Linked DNA regions of Sus scrofa: region 2 is linked to region 1. Evidence: chromatin contacts called from public HiChIP or PLAC-seq data. All regions are on one chromosome and are shown on one strand. The core of a region is the stretch at or near the end of the contact, and the rest is flanking DNA. Distances in the headings are between cores, read along the strand shown.

What was found. HiChIP or PLAC-seq counts read pairs in DNA pulled down with a chosen protein or histone mark.
Region 2: an H3K27ac HiChIP or PLAC-seq map of alveolar macrophages shows a contact between it and region 1. The contact joins two enhancer-like sites. A contact is called at or near these places in 4 of 47 Hi-C or Micro-C datasets (embryonic fibroblasts, mesenteric adipose tissue and subcutaneous adipose tissue) and 1 of 2 datasets of contacts at active chromatin or transcription factors (alveolar macrophages).

Annotation. Positions count from the first base shown.
Region 1 is chr5:81,753,174-81,758,287 of Sscrofa11.1, reverse strand. No RefSeq gene overlaps it. Among named protein-coding and RNA genes, the nearest start is that of IGF1, 26 kb to the left of the region's middle. Within about 2 kb of position 2,252, at least 1 of the 83 cell types and tissues checked has an H3K27ac peak or open chromatin away from gene starts, as enhancers often do. A contact at or near this core is called in alveolar macrophages, where this site is marked.
Region 2 is chr5:82,284,196-82,289,309 of Sscrofa11.1, reverse strand. GNPTAB (N-acetylglucosamine-1-phosphotransferase subunits alpha/beta) reads right to left here. Exons shown (of 28, transcript XM_021092670.1): 4 at 3,595-5,114. Among named protein-coding and RNA genes, the nearest start is that of GNPTAB, 22 kb to the right of the region's middle. Within about 2 kb of position 1,904, at least 7 of the 83 cell types and tissues checked have an H3K27ac peak or open chromatin away from gene starts, as enhancers often do. A contact at or near this core is called in alveolar macrophages, where this site is marked.

The DNA of each region.
Region 1 (5,114 bases), core at 1,003-3,502:
TCAAAACGGTCTTTGTAGCTTCTCTCTACTCCTATTTTTGTGGCTTCTATCCTACTACCCTTTGCTATTAATTATCTCCAATATGAAAGGGTGGAGAGAAGACATTGACTTGAACCCTGTTAGTTAAAAAAATTATTTCTTTAAAGAAATCAATTCAGGAGTTCCTGTTGTGGCTCAGAGGTAATGAACCTGACCTGTATCCATGAGGACACAGGTTCAATCCCTGGTCTTGGTCAGTGGGTTAAGGGTCTAGCATTGCCGTGAGCTGTGGTGTAGGTCGCAGATGCAGCTCTGATCCCACGTTGCTGTGGCTGTGGTGTAGGCTGATGGCTACAGCTCTAATTTGACCCCTAGCCTGGGAACTTCCATATGCTGCGGGACATGGCCCTAGAAAGACAAGAAAGAAAGGAAGAAGGAAAGGAAGAAAGAAAGAAAGAGAGAAGAAACCAATTCAAATCAATTCAAATAAAACTGAACAGGAAGTTAAAAATGGGGACTATGCTAATTTCAGTTTGGGACATTTCAATTTTCCAGTTAAGTGATAGGGTCAATAGGCAATTGGATGTAACAGTAAAAGTGTAGACCTGGGGATTGTATCTCTTGTTTTTGCCCACCTAGGATTCATTAATCCTTCTGTTAACAACATCCTGATATTCCCTGAGAAGTTACCCCTGTCCTGCCTAGGCAGCCTCATCACTCTCCATGATTTTATCTTCCTATGCTTATCTTTGTTTATTGCTTATATCTCCCCCTGGAATATAAACTCTGTGAGTCTAAGGACTTTAGCTATGTTGCTCACTGTTGCATTCCCAGAACTAAGAACAGCACTTGGCACATAGTAGGTGCTCAATGTATGTTAAATAAATCAGTATCAATCTTGATAAGATTGACTTGACTTTTACCTTTAAGAGTGGTCATATGACTAAAAGCTTAAGGAAAATCATCATATTCTACTTTATTGGTGACAGTGATTGATTCAGAATGGACACTAAACCACCGAGGCCCTAGAACTATGAACATGATTTTTTGGAGCTCCAAAGGGCCTCATGGAGGAACCTGGTCTGGAAACAAAACCAACTCAGATGGAAGCAGAGCTGAGAGACAAAAAGAATGAGGCCAAATCCTGATGATGTTATTTAAGAGCCTGGATCAAGACACGCATGTTACATTGAGCCAATAAATTCTATCTTCTGTTGAATTTTCTTCAGATTTCCTTAAGAGGAATTGCATTTTCTGCCATTTATAACCCAGAGTCCTGATGAATACAGGTTGTAACTGAAGTGTTGGAAATAGATGACATCATATGGGCAGAACAGATAGTGTGAGAATAGAGCACCGGGAATAACCATATGTATGGATGCACAGGAGAAGGAGAGACTAAAAAGAAATAGCTTAAAATGTAAAAGCAGAACCAGCAATGTCAAGTTCACAAAAACCAAATAAGGAAAGAATTTTGAAAAGAAAGAGGAGAGGTTAGCAGTACTGAACTCAAACTCAGAGTGCCTATCAGAGTCACCTAGAGAGCTTGCTAAAACCCAGATTGCTGAACCCCACCCCAGAGTTTCTAACTTGGCAAGTCTTAGGTGGGGCCCCCAAATTTAAGTCTTTAACAAGTTCCCAGGTGATGCTTTATTTCTTCTTTTTTCTTTCTTTTCTTTTTTTTTTTTTTTGATTGGTCTAGGGACTACCTTTGAGCAACACAGCTATAGACGTTTTGAATAAGGCAAGATTTGAAGAAGGGAAAGGAGAACAGTATCTGTGTCTGCGTTAGGATGGATGCAAGAAGATGCAAGGAGTTGGAAATGATTTCAGGAAGTGAAAGCAGTGAGGTAAATGATTCTTTCAAGGTGTTAATTTATCAAAGAAATGAGAGAAGGAGCCAGATAGAGGGAGTAACAGGGAAAGCCTTTGTATGTAAAGATGGGAGAAATCTGGGCATGTTTATTTTCTTAAGACAAAGGGTTGGAGCAAAGCCTTGAGAAGATGAAGATACTGGAGGTGAGGCCAAAAGTAACGAAGTGGAAGGGACCAGATGAAATAGCTGAGGTCCTCGGATGGAGAGGCCAGCAACTGAGAAAAGAGGGTGGAAGCCAATATGGAGAGGTTTGCGGATAGAGGAGCCCGTGGACTTGTCTGGTTTTCCCTTAAAAGAGAAAAGAGGCTAATATGCTGAGAGCAAGGAGGAGAAATTAGAGCAGAGAGTTTAAAGAGAAAGGGAGAAGTTTGAAATAGCTGCTGAGAAGAATGGGGAAGTATTGACTGTGGACAAGTATGAGTTTTATCCAGAGCATGGAAGGCCCAGCTGTGGTCAGAATCCATGATTATAGAATGGAAGGACTTCCCAGCAAGACTTGCCAGCCCTGGTTAGAAGCGGAGAAGGCAGACCATGGCATCCAGGATAAGGGTGACTTTCCTTCTTGTTCTTTTAAAAACAGTAATACCTCCATTAATTTGTGCTCCAGAAATAAAGCTCTTTACTATGAAAACAGGCAGTCTGAAAAACAAAAACATGTCCATAAATCATGAAAACAAAACATTTGTAGCCTTATGACAAAATTACTCTTTACGCAGCTTCATTTTGTCCTGGACCAGACCCTCATCTAGATCAGCATGTGAAAATCTCTGAAAAATATCTTCTGTCCTAGGTCCCCTTGACCTACTTGCAGGGTCTAACATCTCCTGTTCTCTTCAACCTCATCCCTTAGCAAACCTGGGAAGGGTTTGATCACCAGTCTTCTTCTTGTCCATTACAGATTGTTGTACAGATTTCTTCATTCTGTGTGTTTCTTTAGTCGAGATTATTCATTTTAAATGCTTTGGCTCCAACTGCAGAAAAATATTGGGCTTCCCTTTCTTTTTTTTTATTTTATTTTTCCCACTGTACAGCAAGGGGATCAAGTTATCCTTACATGTATACATTACAATTACATTTTTCCCCCACCCTTTGCTCTGTTGCAACATGAGTATCTAGACAAAGTTCTCAATGCTATTCAGCAGGATCTCCTTGTAAATCTATTCTAAATTGTGTCTGATAAGCCCAAGCTCCCCATCCCTCCCTCTCCCTCCCCCTCCCATCAGGAAGCCACAAGTCTCTTCTCCAAGTCCATGATTTTCTTTTCTGAGGAGATGTTCATTTGTGCTGGATATTAGATTCCAGTTATAAGTGATATCATATGGTATTTGTCTTTCTGGCTCATTTCACTCAGTATGAGATTCTCTAGTTCCATCCATGTTGCTGCAAATGGCATGATGTCATTCTTTTTTATGGCTGAGTAGTATTCCATTGTGTATATATACCACATCTTCCGAATCCAATCATCTGTTGATGGACATTTGGGTTGTTTCCATGTCTTGGCTATTGTGAATAGTGCTGCAATGAACATGCGGGGGCATGTGTCTCTTTTAAGTAGAGTTTTGTCTGGATATATGCCCAAGAATGGGCTTGCAGGGTCATATGGAAGTTCTATGTATAGATTTCTTTTTTTTTATATGAGAAAATATGAGAATTTATTAATCATGGTGAAATACACTTAAAGCTTAATTACACTGAAAATAAAACCTATAATTTTAAAGAGTTTACAATATGTATTTTATTGAATTACTTATACTCATTAATTATTCTTTTTTTTCTTTTTTTTAATTAATTTTTTAAATTTTTATTTATTTATTTATTTTTATTTTCCCACTGTACAGCAAGGGGATCAAGTTATCCTTACATGTATACATTACAATTACATTTTTTTCCCCACCCTTTGTTCTGTTGCAGCATGAGTATCTAGACAAAGTTCTCAATGCTATTCAGCAGGATCTCCTTGTAAATCTATTCTAAGTTGTGTCTGATAATTCCAAGCTCCCGATCTAAGGTATCTCCAAACTGTTCTCCATAGTGGCTGTACCAGTTTACATTCCCACCAGCAGTGCAGGAGGGTTCCCTTTTCTCCACAGCCCCTCCAATGCTTGTTATTTGTGGATTTATTAATGATGGCCATTCTGACTGGTGTGAGGTGGTATCTCATGGTAGTTTTGATTTGCATTTCTCTTATAATCAGCGATGTTGAGCATTTTTTCATGTGTTTGTTGACCATCTGTATATCTTCTTTGGAGAAATGTCTATTCAGGTCTTTTGCCCATTTTTCCGTTGGGTGATTGGCTTTTTTGCTGTTGGGTTGTATAAGTTGTTTATATATTCTAGAGATGAAGCCCTTGTCAGTTGCATCATTTGAAACTATTTTCTCCCATTCTGTAAGTTGTCTTTTTGTTTTCTTTTTGGTTTCCTTTGCTGTGCAAAAGCTTTTCAGTTTGATGAGGTCCCATGGGTTTATGTTTGCTCTAATTTCTATTGCTTTGGGAGACTGACCTGAGAAAATATTCATGATGTTGATGTCAGAGAGTGTTTTGCCTATGTTTTCTTCTAGGAGTTTGATGGTATCCTGTCGTATATTTAAGGCTTCCCTTTCTTAAAAGAAGTTTAGATGTCAGTTTACAGGAGGTGAGGAAAGGTGATAGAGATAGCATGTCTGATCTCCAAGGCTCTGTCTTATATCTCAGGGCTGGCCTGACACAGGAAATGCTTAACAAGTATTTTTGAATGAATGAACTAATGAGTAAATGAATGAATAAATAATAAAACTGATGGTGGCTTGGGGTGGGAATGGAATTGAAGTGGGAAAGGAAAATAGACATTCTTGGTGGAAGTGCAAATTATCACAACCTTTGTGGAAGGTAACTTTTAATTGATTTTCTGAGACGTCAACCCTGAGACAAAGATTTGAGGGCAAGGAATTTGCGATGTGATTCATGCAGTGTATATACTTACGTATACATAGAATATCACTGGAAAAATCCAGAATAAATTGGAAACAGTGATTCCGCTGGCATGGAAATTTGGGATGAGAGAAAGGGCAGATAAAGTGAAAGGGAAACATTTTTTAAAATTATAATCTGCAGTAATGTTTAAGTTTTAGATATGTTCATGTAGAACAAATTTTAAGAAATTAAAATTTTAAGTCAATTGTAGTTGTGTGTGTGTAGATTGTAGTTAATAAAACAAAATAGAAGCTTCTTCCACTACCTCCATCCTCACCTTCTAATCCCAAGGGAATTGCATTTCAAAG
Region 2 (5,114 bases), core at 655-3,154, 530 kb before region 1:
AGGGAAAGAGAGGGTCAATGACTGTTAAGAAGTTCTACCGCTGGATGGCAAGAGATCGCTGCCTAGGACTCTTACTTTTTTGATTTCTAATCAAGTGCGTCTTTCTTCTTTTCTTTTTTTTCCCCAAACACTAACAGAGGATTCCACAGAAATTGCATTTCATAAACCAAATTAAGTACATCAATGTTGTTCTGTGTTTGGGTTTCCTAACATCCCTTACATGTGGCGTGGTCCCATGTTCTCATCTTTTACTCAGTTGCAGACACACTGGTCTGGTGTTTGGGCCTGGAATGAGGAAGGGGGAGTAGGAGGGAGATAAGTGGTCTCTATTCTCTCCCACTCCCTGATTCTGGCAAGCCGGTAAGCCCAGCCGTCTCCCCACACACATACTCTTGGTCTGGCTCTGAATGCCCCGCATTCTCAAGGCCAGAATGTCATGCATCTGCGTCCTGTCTGTTGCACAAGAGAGCAACCACAGCCTCAAACCCTGGAGGAGAAGCTTCTGACGTTCCTGGGTCACCCCCAGCAGATTCATCTTCTAAAATGAAGAGCAGCAGGATGCCAAACACATTGGGGGTGGCAGTGACCTCCAAAACCGATGCTTGCAAAATGTCGAAGGGGCTCCCAGCCATCTCCACTATGGTATGGGCCAGGGTGCTATGAGATGATGCCTGGTAACCCTTTGGCCTAGGCAATCCCTCAGCGATGAGCAGAGTCTTCCATTCCCACAGCTGGCTTCACCTCTGGACCCTTCAGTTACGTGAGTTTCTTTTTAATTTAGGGAAACTTGAGCTGGATTTCTCGTGCTTACTCCTGTAAGAGCCCTGACTTATGCAGATACCCAAGCGTTTTCCTAATATGCCAATACAGTAAACTACTGTTATCTGGACTCTGTGTTGGGGTGGAAAGATAATTTCTAGATAAGTGGGGAGTCACCTGTTCCCACTCACAGCTGTTACTCTCTGAACCATGTTTTCTTATTTTAAAAATTTTGAATCAGTAATATATTGATGTGATGCAAAAATCAAAACAATATGAAAAGGTACTCAGTGAAAACCTTTGTACTTTCCTCAAGCAACATGTACTCATTTCACCTCTCTTCTGACAGATGGCTCCTTTCAGTGAAAATATAAGCAGAAACATACATTTTAAAATATTTCCCCTTTAACTTGTACTCCAAATGTAGCATACCTTGCCAACAGTTTTGAGCCTGCCTTTTTTTGACTAAGCAATGTATCTCGGAGATGTTTCCATATCAGTAGAGAGAGCTGCTTCCGTTTTTAGTTGTTTTACCCCTGTACAGAATTCCATTGTATGGCTGTGCCATTCTTTAACAAGTCCCCATTTGATGACCAGTCGTGCTTTCCAAACTTTGCAATTACAAGTGCAGGACCTTGTAATCCAGCATTTCTCACAGGTGCAAGGAAATCTGTGGGAGAACTCCCCTCAGTGGGAATGCTGGGAGAAACGGAGACTGTGTGTGTGATTTGACAAATACTATCATCTTGCCTTTGGAAACTTTTTACTTGAGAATTTTTTGTTGGAAAACCTTTCCAGCTATTTCACACTTCCGTCTAAACTGAGAATGCTATGGTAAGTTCACCTTTCCTGGGCAACTCATTGGTTCATCGTGTGGATTCTGCAGTACAGGTGTGGAACTGAGGTCAGCCGACTGTCACTGCTGTTGTACAAACCCCTCCACGCTGCCCCCTGGGGCAGGGAGGGCGAGGCTGTTTGCTCCCCTCTCCGCAGACGGCGGAACCCCACTGTCTTCTACCTCCTCCCCTCTAGCACCCACTCTCCCCCTTTCACGGTCAAGAGCGTCTCTGTCTCCCTTGGGTTCTTCACTGCGGTCCTGCCTCTGTGTCCGCCTCTTCTGATCTCATCCCTTTTCTGACCACTTTCTCTTTTGATATCTCTTTGAAGGGCTGCCACTTCACTCACACTTCCTTATCTTCTGAGAACATTTTGCTTTTACAGACATCGATCATCAACCACAATATTCCCTTTCCTCTTTCTGGTAAATTAACCCATCACAGAACCCGGGGGAATCCACGGGCCTTTTAGTCTTTTCTGGCCTTGTAGCTTGGTGGTCAGTGGTTAATGACCCAATGAGTGGGGATACCAGTGATGCAGGGGCCAGAGAGAGAGAGACAGATTCTTAAGCTATACGAAACTTAAAAAAAAAAACTTACCTAAAAATAATAGGCTTTAATTTTGCCTAAATGTACCTTTTATGCCATTTTTCAAAATTAAGCTGTACCTTTTTTTTGTCTTCCCAGGGCCACACCCGTGGCATATGGAGATTCCCAGGCTAGGGGTCCAATCAGAGCTGTAGCCGCCGGCCTAGCCCACAGCCACAGCAACGCGGGATCCGAGCCGCGTCTGCGGCCCACACCACAGCTCACGGCAATGCCGGATCCTTAACCCACTGGGCAAGGCCAGGGATCGAACCCACTTCCTCATGCATGCTAATAAGATTTGCTAACCACTAAGCCATGACGGGAACTCCTAAGCTGTACTTTTTAGAGTACTTTTGGTTCACAGCAAAACTGAGCACAATGCAGAGTTCCAGTATACCCACTATGGCTCACAGGCACAGCCTCCCTATCTGCCCATCCCCCACCAGAGTGGAACATGGATTTTAACCTCCATTGCTACACCATCATCACCCACAGTCCATAGTATACCTTAGGGTTCACTCTTGGTATGGTGCACATTCCATGAGTGTTTTTTTCGTTTGCTTGATTTTTGGGGGGTTTTTTGGCCACACTCACAGCATGTAGAAGTTCCCCAGCCAGGGATCGAACCTGTGTCACAGCAGCAACCCAAACCACTGCAGTGGCAATGCCAGATTCTTAACTCACTGGGCCATAGAAGAACTCCTCCATGAGTTTTGACAAATGTATAATGGCACATATCCACTCTTGTAGTATCATATAGAATAATTTCACTGTCCACAAAAATCCTTTTGTCATTTTCAATAAGACAAAATGGGGATTACCTATGGTGAGGCAACACACATTTTTTTTTTTCAAAACCACATATTCAGTTTTGTTAAACCATGAACACTTCTTTACCTGCTTGCATTAACACTGATTTTTTTTTTTTTTTGTCTTTTTGCCTTTTTTAGGGCTGCTCCCTCGGCATAATGAGGTTCCCAGGCTAGGGGGTTGAATCGGAGCTGTAGCCACCGGCCTACGCCAGAGCCACAGCAACTCGGGATCCGAGCCGAGTCTGCGACCTACACCACAGCTCATGGCAACGCCTGATCCTTAACCCACTGAGCGAGGCCAGGGATTGAACCCTAAACCTCATGGTTCCTAATCAGATTCGTTAACCACTGAGACATGACGGGAACTCCTGTTAACACTGATTGAGCATCCAACCATATCAAAGACTATGAGAAGGTAATTTCCTTATAATTGGTCACATTTTACTACTGGGGAAATTAAGGTGCAATTGGGTTGTCACCAGGTTAGGTACCAAATGATAGGTGTTGAACCAAACCCAAGGCTGTGACTTTTACAGTCAACCTTTCCTCTAGGACTGTGTGATTATCAACCATTACCACATGAGTATGAATTAACTTACCAGCTCTTGTAGGATCATATAAGGCCCTGAGGAATGAAGTCCCTAAACTGGTGAGTTTAGGAAAATGTCTGTTTTGTTGCTTCAAGAGTGAATCCTGGTTGAGCTTTGTGCATTCAGACTTGGAGGCCAGCGGGTAGGTAGTAGGAATCAGAAGTAGAAGCAGAAGGGTTTATGTGCCACTCCAACCTTTGGTAGGAGTTTGAGATGAGCTTTCCCACAGCCATGCATGACTCCTGAAGAACCCCAATATGGCCAAAGATTCCTGAACTCTTACTCTCATTTGCTTCTGGCTGGTGCAGTAAGATGGACTTGGGGTCAGAAACATCTGCTCTCTACTTGCCAAGGAGTCAGTCATGGTGGGACACAGAGGAGACACCACTTAGGCTACCCCCAGGTCCTCAGCGGTCACACTTGTCAGACAGATGGCCTTGGCGTCCAACCTCTAGCAGGAGATGCAGATGGAGGGGGTAGAGTTCTCTGAGCCACCAGCAGCAGCAGGAGGGTCTCAGGACTTGGGGTCCTGGGTTCTCTTGTTCATCAGGCTAATAATGGCACAAGTGATGGGAATGCCTGGAAAACCAAAAATCACCTTCTTGAATAATCCTATTGCTCAGAGTCAGCCCAGAGAGGCAAGTTCCGGGTACCACCCAAACCATCTGATTTAGGGTGAAGAGTGATGTAGTTAGAGTTGGCCAGCGATTCGACAGCTGCTAACATAACCTTTAACACGCGTATTGAAAGGAATACTGAGCTTAGTTCAGTCTGTCATTCCCTCTTAATACTTGAAAAGCCATAGTTTTGTTTGAAAGTTCCCTCAAAAGGCTCTGGTGGGTGCATTTATTCTTCCACTTGACTGCACTTGGAACCCTGAAGTCAGAGCCACCTTGAAACCGAAACTGGGAAAATCCCGGGTCTCTCCGGCCAAGAGAAGAAGCAGAGGTATGTTCTGAGGTTTATTAAATAATTACTCAGTTGTTGACACGTTGTAGGGGGAGGAAAAAAGCTGAGGTGTTGGCAAATATGAGTACAGATTAGTAAGGATCTTGGGTCATGTGGCTTATAAACGAGGTAGAACATTTTGGTGTTGCCTGACCTTTGGCTCGAACCAAGGGATGTGTTCTTCAGACTAGACTCAGTTAACTAGATCTTGGCGTGGTGCGGCGTTATTTTGACTATCTGAATGACCACGGGCAGCTGTGATCCAATTAATGCTGAAGATACTCAGAAGTCGCTGGCTGTTGGGAGCAGACATAGCAGTGACTTGGAGGGAAGAAAACGGGAAGTGAGAAACCAGACCCGGAATTAATTGGCCATTTCAATTTTCCATCTGCAGTTGGTGTGAATGGCAGATGAGGGCAGGTTTCCTAATGAATGGCCCTGAGACTAACTCGGTTCAGAGGTTCAGGGAGGGAAGATGTTCTTTCTCAGCCTGATGATACCTTCCATCAGTATTCCCCAGACTCTAGCCATTTGGGTCTTTCCTTCGCAATTTTTGTCATCTTTTACTGCGATTTCCTGAA